3 separate regions of the Zea mays genome follow, and regions 2 and 3 are each linked to region 1. A link is a contact called in public Hi-C data. All regions are on one chromosome and are shown on one strand. The core of a region is the stretch at or near the end of the contact, and the rest is flanking DNA. Distances in the headings are between cores, read along the strand shown. Region 1 holds the start of LOC100383138 (putative ARF GTPase activating domain protein with ankyrin repeat-containing protein). Region 2 holds the start of LOC732723 (retinoblastoma-related 3). Region 3 holds the start of LOC103645185 (exocyst complex component EXO70B1).

Region 1 (3,772 bases), core at 122-2,621:
CTTATAATATAAGACGTAACCACTTTTTATTCTTGTCCCATAATATAAGACGTGTTTTCTTTATGTATACCTATATCGATGCAGTGATATAGAGAGAACTAAATATATTTCTTGTTTTTTAAAGCAGAAGGGTTACGTCTTGTATACTAGAACTGGAGGAAGTACTTATTAGGCTGGTGCCAACGCAGGCTGCAAGACGGGCGGCACGGCGCTCCTCTCGCCCGACCGAAGGCGAGAGCCAGGTGAGAGAGCGTTTCCGGGCGACGCCGCTCGCGCTCGGCGAGAGCAGGCGAAACCGCCTCGCTCTCGCCCGCGCTGGAGCGCGCGCCCGGGCGAGAGACGGGCGAGAGGCAGGCGGTGAGGCGGGCTACGCACTGGCGCGGGCGGCGTGCGGGCGAGAGTGTGGGGCGAGAGCGAGGTGGCGGCTTCCGATTGGTTCTGCTGGCCACATCAGCGCCACGTGTGATAACCGTTTTTTACCGTTTGGACTCCAAAAAATTTGAAAAAAATACAAAAAAATCACAAATTTCATCTATAAATTATTATGCACTTTGTAGTTTTTAATTCAATAAAAAGTATTATGTTGTGTGATTTCTAAGCGTTAAAATAAATCCGCGTGAATTACTTAATTCTGAAATAGAAAAGCTGATGTGGCTATAGCCTGAGGCTGTAGCCTGCTGCAGCCTGTGCACTGGAGCAGCAGGGGCGAGAGTGAAGGCGAGAGCTGATGTGGCAGGGGCGAGAGGGAGGCTGTGCACTGGACTCAGCCTTAAGGTGTAGCTCAGTTTAAACTGAGTCAACCGAGAGCCAGTTGAGCCGAGCCTCTTTTTAGCTTGTCGAGTGGCGAGTAGAGTTTAGTCATCCAACAAGACATATACCGCACAGTGCACGGTGGTGCGGGTTCGTCCGGGGCCGGCCCAGCGCCCAGTCGACGCGACAGTGACGCACTCACTTTCTTGTTCTGTTCTGAAAACAGCAGTCGTCAAAACGCAGCGACGAAATTGGCAGATCACCAACCGGTCCATTTGTCAGGCTGCCACTGACTCCTGGTCCACCGCGCTTTAGTTAACGGCGACAGAACGCCATCATTAGGGCATCATTTCTGACGACGGAATTAAACATGCGCGTTTCAATTGTTTTTGTTTTAAAAAAAATAAAATTCCGCATTTTCTGCCGGCTCCTTGCAGAAAAAACAATCTCGCTGGATTCTAGCAGTGTCTGCGTCCCGGCCCCACCGTAAATAATCGTTATAATTTGGACTCGCCAGTTAGTTACTACCAGTCTTCCCTCTCCGAACTAAGAGAGAGAGAGAGTGGGACTCAATGCAGCGTTTTCCATCCATCCCTCCCTCCTCTTGCGCATTTCCACCACCTCGCACCAGGCTCCACTCCTCTCCTTCCCTTCCCTCCCCCTTTCGCTCCCCTCCTCGCTCGCCTCGCTTCTCGCCGAGCCACCCGACCAATTCCCCCGCCCCCCGCGCGCCCAGATCGCCGCCATTCCCTTCCCCGCCCTGCCGCGACGATCCCGCTGCCACCGCACCTTCTCCCTCCCGTCGTCCTCCCCTCCCCGCAGCTGGCGGTCGGTCGGTCGGACGGAGGAAGCCACAGCCGGCGGCCAGAGAGCGCCGCAGCGTGCCCGCGGATGGGCTGGTAGGAGGCGGCGGCGGCGGTGACTGTGTTAGCGGCGGCGGCGGCAGCCATGTATTTCGCCAAACTCGATGACTCGCCCATGTTCCGGACGCAGGTGAGAGCCGCACCGTCGTACGTGATCCCGGCGGATCTCCGCCCCTAGCGTCCCCGCGCGTGCGTGGGCGCGTGCCACCTTTTGCCTGGATTCGTTCGTACGGGTTCCTGGATTCTGCCGCGCTGGGTACCGGCCAGCTGGGCAGGTTTGATGCGTGCGCGCGTGTCTCCGCCCCCATTTTTTTTTACCTCCTTGGCGGCGGTGTTGCACATGGCCCGTGGTGGGCTGCGGGAAGGGGAACGTCGCTGACTCGACGCCGCTGCTTCTCCTCTCTGCACGGCTGATGCGCGGCGCGTGCCCGGAATCTCCTCGTTTGTTTGCTCGTTTGGTTTGTGAATGCACGTGGAAAGCGTAATTCCTCCCCCGTGGCCGTGATTTTGCCCTCCCGTGGATCGGCATGTGTTTTATTACGACCTCTCTCTATCGTCGCATCTACTGTACTAGTTTTTACCGTGCGCGCGCGCGCATGTGTGATGTGCGTCTGCATCGTACGGCCATGTTGTTGAATTGTCAATTAGTCAGGTTGGTTTCTTCTTTGGCGTTATTTTTGCGACTTTTTCCCATGGCACCACAACGAGTGGTCCGGAATTAGCTTGGTTTATTTTCAAAGCTGGCCTTTTTTCCCCATTCTATGAACGGGCATCACGAACTAATGCTGCATAGTGCTGCGGCTGTAGGCACATCTCTGTCTGCTGCATATCTTTTGTCGTACACTGACACTAACTTGACGCACAATGTGAATTCTACTTACCAATTAAAAGAATGAGGTTTGAAGCAGTTTAATTTATTTTCTGCAGTTGGGTTTCAATTTCTCACTAAAGCAGATGTGCTTCTTGGAATAAGTTATGGTGTAGGTCAGCTGGTTTATCCGTTTCAGTCCAAGTTCATGCTTACTTCTCAATTATTTTAGCTTTTCAGTAATCATGGAACTAACACAATGGTTTTGTCGGTGAATCTTCTGTTTTCTGTTCCTGCATTATTTTCCCTAAATAATTTGGTCTCTTCTCTTTTCATTTCATAAAAGTAGGCAAGCCTTGCTTCATATATTCCCCATTGTTTGTTTTGACGGCTTTAAAATGAAATGAGAACGCTCCCAGTAGTTTTTTTTGAGTGCGTTAATGAACTTGCACAGCACTTCTGAAATTTTCGGTTGAACAGTGTAAAAAATGCTCCTTCAAGTAGATATTTTATGAACTGTCCAATTTAGAAGGCCTTTGCAGGATTTGTATGTTTTACATTCAAGCTTTACTTATCAATGTGGAAGAAACGAATTTCCTTACTGGTTGCAGTCTTGAATGAAACTTTGTTTTCTTGGATTGATGACTAATTGTATGCATCTTTTTGTTCATTTGAAAAAGATACAATCACTTGAGGAGAGTGCTGAATTGCTGAGAGAGAGATGTTTGAAGTTCCATAAAGGTTGCCGTAAGTATACGTAAGTAACCATCCATTGCCCATGCATTTATTTTGTAATCCGGAGTATGGTTGAGCTGTAAGTCACTCCCTGCGCCATATGCTGATATGCCCTTTTGTTTCAGTGAAGGACTAGGGGAAGCATACGATGGAGATATTGCATTTGCCAGCTCACTTGAAACATTTGGAGGAGGCCACAATGATCCAATGAGTGTCGCTTTTGGTGGTTAGTCATGTTATTTTCTTTGTCTGCTTTTCCCAGCAACATTTATAAACATATCATGCAAGTATGCAGCACGTTGTTTTATTGTTTTGTTTTGCTTAATTTTCTTGCCACCATGTCATCATCCATGAAAAAATATGTAATGTTCAATTCTTTAGGATTATACTGTTTCTTTATCTTTTTTGAACCTGCTTATATTATTTGTTTCTCATTATTTATTACTCTTTCCCCACATAAGAGTAGAGTTGAGCTCAATGTCGTCAGTTCCTCTACTGAGCATACTGAATTTTCATCTTCTTTCCAGGGCCTGTAATGACCAAATTTACAATTGCCTTAAGAGAAATTGGAACATACAAGGAAGTCCTGCGCTCCCAGGTAGTGCATTTCATTTTA
Region 2 (3,624 bases), core at 1,023-3,522, 360 kb before region 1:
TTGGCGCTTAGAAGTGACGGAGGGCGCATCGGAGTCGGAGGTAGAAGTTGATGAAGTGTCAGTCTCGTAGTAGACCACCTTCCTCATCCTCTTATGCTTGTCGCCTTTCCGATGCGGCTTGTGGGAAGAAGATTTTTCCTTCTTCTCTTGGTGGTGAGAAGAGGAAGCCTTTTTCTCCTTCCGTTTGGAGGAGTCCTTCTTCTTCTCCCTCCTTTTGGTGCGGGACTCTTCCGATGAAGTGCTCCCGTGGCTTGTAGTGGGCTTTTCGCCGGTCTCCATCTCCTTCTTGGCGTGATCTCCCGACATCACTTCGAGCGGTTAGGCTCTAATGAAGCACCGGGCTCTGATACCAATTGATAGTCGCCTAGAGGGGGGGTGAATAGGGCGAAACTGAAATTTACAAATATAAACACAACTACAAGCCGGGTTAGCGTTAGAAATATAAATGAGTCCGAGAGAGAGGGCGCAAAACAAATCCCAAGCGAATAAGCAAGTGAGACACGGAGATTTGTTTTACCGAGGTTCGGTTCTTGCAAACCTACTCCCCGTTGAGGAGGCCACAAAGGCCGGGTCTCTTTCAACCCTTCCCTCTCTCAAACGGTCCCTCGGACCGAGTGAGCTTCTCTTCTCAAATCAAAGCCGGGAACAAAACTTCCCCGCAAGGGCCACCACACAATTGGTGCCTCTTGCCTTAATTACAATGGAGTTGTGATCTCAAGAACAAGTGAGAAAGAAAAGAAGCAATCCAAGCGCAAGAGCTCAAATGAACACGACAAATCACTCTCACTAGTCACTAGGGCTTTGTGTGGAATTGGAGAGGATTTGATCTCTTTAGTGTGTCTAGAATTGAATGCTAGAGCTCTTGTAGTAGTTGAGAAGTGGAAAACTTGGATGCAATGAATGGTGGGGTGGTTGGGGTATTTATAGCCCCAACCACCAAATGTGGCCGTTGGTGGAGCTGTCTGTTCGATGGCGCACCGGACAGTCCGGTGCACACCGGACAGTCCGGTGCCCCCTGCCACGTCATCACTGCCGTTGGATTCTGACCGTTGGAGCTTCTGACTTGTGGGCCCGCCTGGGTGTCCGGTGCACACCGGACAGGTACTGTTTGATGTCCGGTGTGCCAGCATGGGCGATTCTGACTTCTGCGCGCGCAGAGGGCGCATTAAATGCGCGGCAGAGAGCCGTTGGCGCGGAGATGACCGTTGCTTCGGAGGCGCACCGGACAGTCCGGTGCACACCAGACAGTCCGGTGAATTTTAGCGGGCTAGCCGTTGGCGTTTCCCGAAGCTGGCGAGTTCCTGAGGCCGACCTCCCTTGGCGCACCGGACACTGTCCGGTGTACACTGGACAGTCCGGTGAATTATAGCCGAGTCGCCTCAGGAAATTCCCGAAGGTGGCGAGTTTGAGTCTGAGTCCCCTGGTGCACCGGACAGGTACTGTTCACTGTCCGGTGGCACACCGGACAGTCCGGTGCGCCAGACCAGGGGTGCCTTCGGTTGCCCCTTTGCTCCTTTGTTGAATCAAAAACTTGGTCTTTTTATTGGCTGAGTATGAACCTTTTACACCTGTATAATCTATACACTTGGGCAAACTAGTTAGTCCAAAGATTTGTGTTGGGCAATTCAACCACCAAAATTATTTAGGACTTAGGTGTAAGCCTAATTCCCTTTCACCGCCGCTCAGGGGCGGGCTCCCGCAAACCCCGTCGCGCTTCCAATCACCTCCGCAACCGACAGGATGCCGCTGCGGCGGCACTCGCTCCGGCTGCTGGCGCGCCATGTGGATCACAATGGATTCCGAAACATTTTCTCATAACAGTATAACACACATTTATACATAAGTTATCATATTATTAGATATTCCCGTTGCAACGCACGAGCACTCATCTAGTCAATCAATTATTTCCCTCGGACGCTTCTACCCCGGTTCGGGTGGCCCCGCCCGCCGCAGCCGCGCGGCGCACGTGTGGTCGCTTCCCACACGCCGACATGCCGACCCAACCCGACCAGTCACATGGGCCACACCCACACGGGCCCGGGCCCGGTTCCCCACCCATCCCTTCCCAGTTCCCACCAAAAACTCCCGCCATCTCCACCCTCTCCCGCCAAAACCAACCGACGTAGCGCCACTTTCCCCTCTCCCGCCTGCCAGGACCGGGCCCACCGCGCAGCGAGACAGGCGGGCTCCGTTTTGCCGCGCAAGCGACCCCGCAGATATAAAAAGTCCGCGCGCGCCGCTCGGCCCCGAAATTATTTTTTGGCGCGCATCCCAACATCCGCCTCAGATTCCCGTCCATCGTTCGTCTCCGCTGTTTCCCGTCCCTCGTCCTCCGCCGAAACCCTAGCAGAGCTCCTCCTCCGCCTTCCCTCCGGTCGCCGGAGTGCCTGGTCCGGTCACGGGGGTGGTTTCGAGGCCTGGATTGGCGGAGTGTTTGGAAGGAGGCAGGGGCGGGACAGTAGGAATACATAAATTTTCTAGGTTTTCAGCCGCCCTATGCCTGACGCATCCACGCGCCCACGCCTGTCTCCGCACACACGCTGCCACGCACAGGCACCGCTCGTCCGCTCCAGCTCTTGCGTCGCACGGACAGACACAGCTCCACCCTCCATAGCTCCTCTTGCCGCTGCTTGTGCGCCGGATCACCGCCCCCGGCCTGAGTCTTCGGACAGTGCGTCCGCGGCAGAGCATCTGCGGCCTGCCCCCTGCGGGCGGCGGCGCCAGTGCGGCTCGCCCCCTCTGGCCGTCTTGGCCTGATTGGACCGAGGTTTGTGATTTTGTGAAGCGTGTGCATCTGGTGGGCACGTGGTGACAACCTGAGATTAGAGAAACCACATTCCAAATTTTTAATTCAAACAGAACCAGGAGGAGGGACATGGAGGGGTTCGCCAAGCCGTCCACGAGCTCGGGGTCTGGGGTCACGGTTAGGGCCTCCGTCGCCGCGGCCTCCATAGAGGAGAGGTTCGCCGATCTGTGCAAGGTACGGGTTCTCACATGCCCCGGCGTTTGCGCCGCTCCGTTTCTGACCTTTCGTTGGGTGCTGGATTTTTGTTTTTCTCTGCGCAAGGCGTGTCCTTTTCTCACTGGCGATGTCTTCCAGCTGCTTCGCGTGTGTTTGCTCAGTGGGGAAAAACATGGGAGGCTGAAGGTTTAGGCGGTTTTTCTTGTTTGGAAATTAATTTGTGCTAGATCTGGCGCTCCTCTTTCGTTTATTTAGGTTATCCCAACCGATTTTGTCGCCCTTGACTCCTTCGAATTTGTTTTCGAAGATGAACCATTCTGATCCATTTCTTCGGTTTCCGTGCGCTGTGTGGAAATCTATGTTTTCCACCGTCTGCTGCAAACTCTTTGTGTGGTCTGCTGGGGATAAATTTTATTATTTGTGGCTGGCCCTTTCAAAAACGAATAATAAATGGAGCGACTTTTGATGGTTCCTTTTGATTTATACACTTTCTGTTTGAAGTCACACTGTCCTTCGTATGTCTTATCATTATTATTAGTGATTCACTGGTTTTGTACCTGTGAGTTTATTTACTACTCGTACTTGTCCTATTTTTAGGAGAAATCTATATGCATGATCATGTGACGTTCCATTTTACCCCTGCTGTTCACTTGTGAGTTGTG
Region 3 (3,519 bases), core at 810-3,309, 420 kb before region 1:
GTGAAGGGATGGACGCCGGTGTCGGAGATGTCCAAACGCCGCGCCCTCACCAGCTCCTTCTGCTCCACACATAGCTTGACGAACATGTCCGACAAGCGCTGCACCAGCGCTTCGCCCTCTGCGAGGATGGAGTCCTTGGCGTGACCTGTAGAGAGCAGTGCCAGTACTATCGGCATGCCACAGTTCAGTGCCTTGTACATCATCACCAGACCCACCGCCGTCCTGCTGGACAGGAGGAGGTCATCAGGCTTAACTGCTGTGTAGGTATCATCGGTATCCATCATGTGAACTGGATCAACGACTGGTGACGCGACGCCGACGCCATGGATCTGAGTGCAGATAGAATCGGCCGCTCTGAGCAGCCTCCTCACAGATTGTTTTGCGATCGCTGAGAAATAATCCTCCTTGAGCATGTTGAACCAGCCAAGATCCTGCCCGTTCAACTGCCTTCGCATCTCACCCAGAACACCGACGATGATGTGCATCCCCGCTGTCCAAACGTTCAGCACAGTTTCCTTGGGCTCTTCCTTGTGGCCGCCCAGAATGTTGTCCATGTCGAGGATTTCGAGGTAACTGTCGCGCACATGCGTTAGTATAGGTTTTTACTATGTCTATATCATCTAGTATGAAGTACAAGTTTGGTTCTCGATCTTTGTCGATGATCCCACATGGAGTGCGAAATCACCAAACTTGTATATCTTGAACTACGTTATGAATTATTCGAATCAACTCGGGTAGAGAAATGACAAAATCAAACTTTTTGTATATCTTGATGAGATACGACTTCATAGATGATGGCTTTTTGTATATCCCACTTACCTGGCAAGCTGAGCAGAGTGTCGATCGATGGCCCGTCGGAGCATATCTTCGTATTCGTATCCACCTTGGATCATGAGGCCCGCAATGTCATTGATGGTGGACAGCACCTTCCTGTCGATAAGATCCATGCGTCCGAATGCCTTGTCACTTCGGACCGACATGTCCTCGCACAGAGCCGAGAGGAACCCGCTTGAGCTGCCAGTGCCACTAGTGCCGCCGAAGGAGGTAGAGGAGGAGCTCGGCCATGAGGCCACCGAATCAGCAGCAGACCTGGAACCGCCGCGGCAGCCGCCCCTGACGACGGACTCCCAGATGGACGCGGGCGAGATACCCAGGCGACGATGCGGATGGCCCCGCAGCACGTCGGCGTCGAGCCTCCAGATCCGGAGGTGGCAGAACTCCATCGCGAGGGAAGACATGGCCTGGTCGAGCAATTTTTTCGGACGTTTTTCATGCTCGTGCGTGTCGCCGGATGCCGTGCCACTGCCAGTGCCAAGGGCCTGCTGCCGCTGAAGCACCAGCGACAACTTCGCAGCGGCCAGGTATCTGGTGAGCCGTAGCGCGGGGTCCGCGAGTAGCTCGCCGGAGATGGGGTTCAGATACGCCTCTATGTCGCCGAGGAGAGAACTCGGCGCCCCCTTGCTTCAATTCAAACACAGACACAGTCACATTGGCAGGGCAGGAAGCCAGAATTAGTCGTTGGTCAAACTGCTCGACGGTTTCAATACCTGCTGAGTAGCAATGGCATCGCGGAGTCCGTGAAGACCGCGCCGGAAGGCTGGCCTCCATGCACGCGACCTTCCAGTTCCAGGTAGCCGCCGAAGGCGGAAGCCGCGGCGAGCCACTCGCCGCGAACGCGAGCGTCCCCCGCCGGCGGCCCCGGGAGAGCGAAGCTACTCGTCATCGTGATCACTTCTTGTCCCTTGCGACCGCGATGCGAGTCAACGGTGTGGCTTAATTGGCGCGTGCGGACGGCGGCCGCCTGCCACGGCGCGCGCTGTTGCCTACGGCCGTCGGTCAACCTAGCTTCCGGGCGAGAGGCTCCGGCCGGCGACGCCTTGTTGCCGCTGTCCTTGTCACTTGCACGAACTGGAAGAAGGTTCCTCTCTCTCTCTCACTAGCCTACCGATCTGCGCGGTCCCCGTGTCATTGCGCGTTGTGGCAGGTTTGAATGCCGTCAGAGTTGATGCCGATCGAGGAAGCTGGACTCTAGGGACACAACCACAGTTTATCGCGCAACGATAGCAACAACTCATACGACATCTGTATAGTTTACTTGCTAAACCAAAAACTTTAGCAAACGAATAAAATAAAATAAATTAGATAGTGACCTTAATTTGTCCCTCTCTGTCATAGCTGTTAGGGATGACACGGTGGGTTTATATCTGTATAGATCTCCACAACGAGATTGGTATAAGATTCATATTCACTTTAATACTTCCCAATGCACTATAGTAGGAGCATGCAAATATTGATATGACTTGTTAACCAGGAATATAATATTCGGTCTAGTCAAACCCATAATACTCCTATATATTGTGTTGCATCTTTTGGTTCTAGCAACGTTTCTTTCATGAAGGGATAATTTTTCACTAGTGCATAATGGTGTGCCTATAGGTTTACAACTTTACATTATGCCATGCCAAGGAGATATGCTGCGTATTTAGCTTGTGTCAAATTTAAATTATCATGCCTCTTTTTTACCTCTATTCCTAAGTAGTGAACATTCTCCAAACCTTCAATGAGAAGTCTCGATAAATATCATGCAATAATACCATGGCATCCTCTTGTTTACTTCTATTCATATGAAGTAGTGATTATTCTCTAGATCCTTCAATGAGAAAATCTTGATCAAGATCCTGCAATAATACATGACAACTTTTTGATTGATATTGTTATAATTATATTATACTAGAATAAACATAAATCTAACATCCTTATGATAGTGAAATAAAGAGATGTACACCTTTGATCCTTTAGAACGACATCACAAAGTTTCCTACTCAACTTGTCACACCACACACGAGGAGCTTGTTTCGGTCCATATATGTAACACTGGAAAATCCTATGATAAGCTTTTGGTAAAATACTCCACAAAATTTTGAATTAGTTTAAAGATTTGTTTACCACTAAAGTTGCATTCCCTAGAATAAATGTGTTCTAGCAAAGACTAGAATTTAGTTTAAAACCTAATTATATAGAAATAAACTAACTAATTGTACTTTTAATTAAATTATTATACATATTAAAAAAAGGTGAAAGTATTGGATATTGAGGAAAATACAAACAAAAAAAATGAATACTAACGTTTGGATGAACTGTTAAAACAAATAATGTATATATTGTGTATGTTGAGCATTCACTTAAATGAATAATCAATATATATAAAATAAACTTGAATTTGCATGCTGGAATTTTATTGTACTTTTGCATATGAACTTTAATCTTGAATTCATGCTGTTTTTTATGCTGCAATTAAATTAAATTCAAGAAAAAGAAAAACTAGAATTTGAACCATGTTGAAACGTGGAAGAAACATGAGATAATAGAAATAGATTAGAAGAAATAAAACCAAGCATCAGTTGGGACAATCGATCGGCTTCTACACACATAATCACTCGCCATGTGGCCCCTGCTCAGGATCGACATGCATCTTGCTTCTTGCATGTATCCTTTCCCAGATTCTAGCTATGTTCGTTG

Evidence for each region. A called contact is a pair of places that touch in the nucleus more often than the background predicts.
Region 2: a contact with region 1 is called in a Hi-C map of bundle sheath, with 2.8 times the contacts expected there. The contact joins the promoter of LOC732723 here to the promoter of LOC100383138 in region 1. A contact is called at or near these places in 2 of 25 Hi-C or Micro-C datasets (bundle sheath and tassel).
Region 3: a Hi-C map of leaf shows a contact between it and region 1, with 8 times the contacts expected there. The contact joins the promoter of LOC103645185 here to the promoter of LOC100383138 in region 1. A contact is called at or near these places in 3 of 25 Hi-C or Micro-C datasets (bundle sheath, leaf and tassel).

The regions. Positions count from the first base shown.
Region 1 is chr1:200,095,375-200,099,146 of Zm-B73-REFERENCE-NAM-5.0, reverse strand. It overlaps LOC100383138 (putative ARF GTPase activating domain protein with ankyrin repeat-containing protein), which reads left to right and starts at 1,371. Exons shown (of 19, transcript NM_001175804.1): 1 at 1,371-1,743; 2 at 3,102-3,178; 3 at 3,282-3,382; 4 at 3,684-3,754. The coding sequence starts at 1,699.
Region 2 is chr1:200,452,015-200,455,638 of Zm-B73-REFERENCE-NAM-5.0, reverse strand. It overlaps LOC732723 (retinoblastoma-related 3), which reads left to right and starts at 2,272. Exons shown (of 19, transcript NM_001112352.1): 1 at 2,272-2,767; 2 at 2,860-2,980. The coding sequence starts at 2,876.
Region 3 is chr1:200,512,448-200,515,966 of Zm-B73-REFERENCE-NAM-5.0, reverse strand. LOC103645185 (exocyst complex component EXO70B1) reads right to left here and starts at 2,059. Exons shown (of 3, transcript XM_008668290.2): 1 at 1,548-2,059; 2 at 820-1,461; 3 at 1-573. The coding sequence starts at 1,723.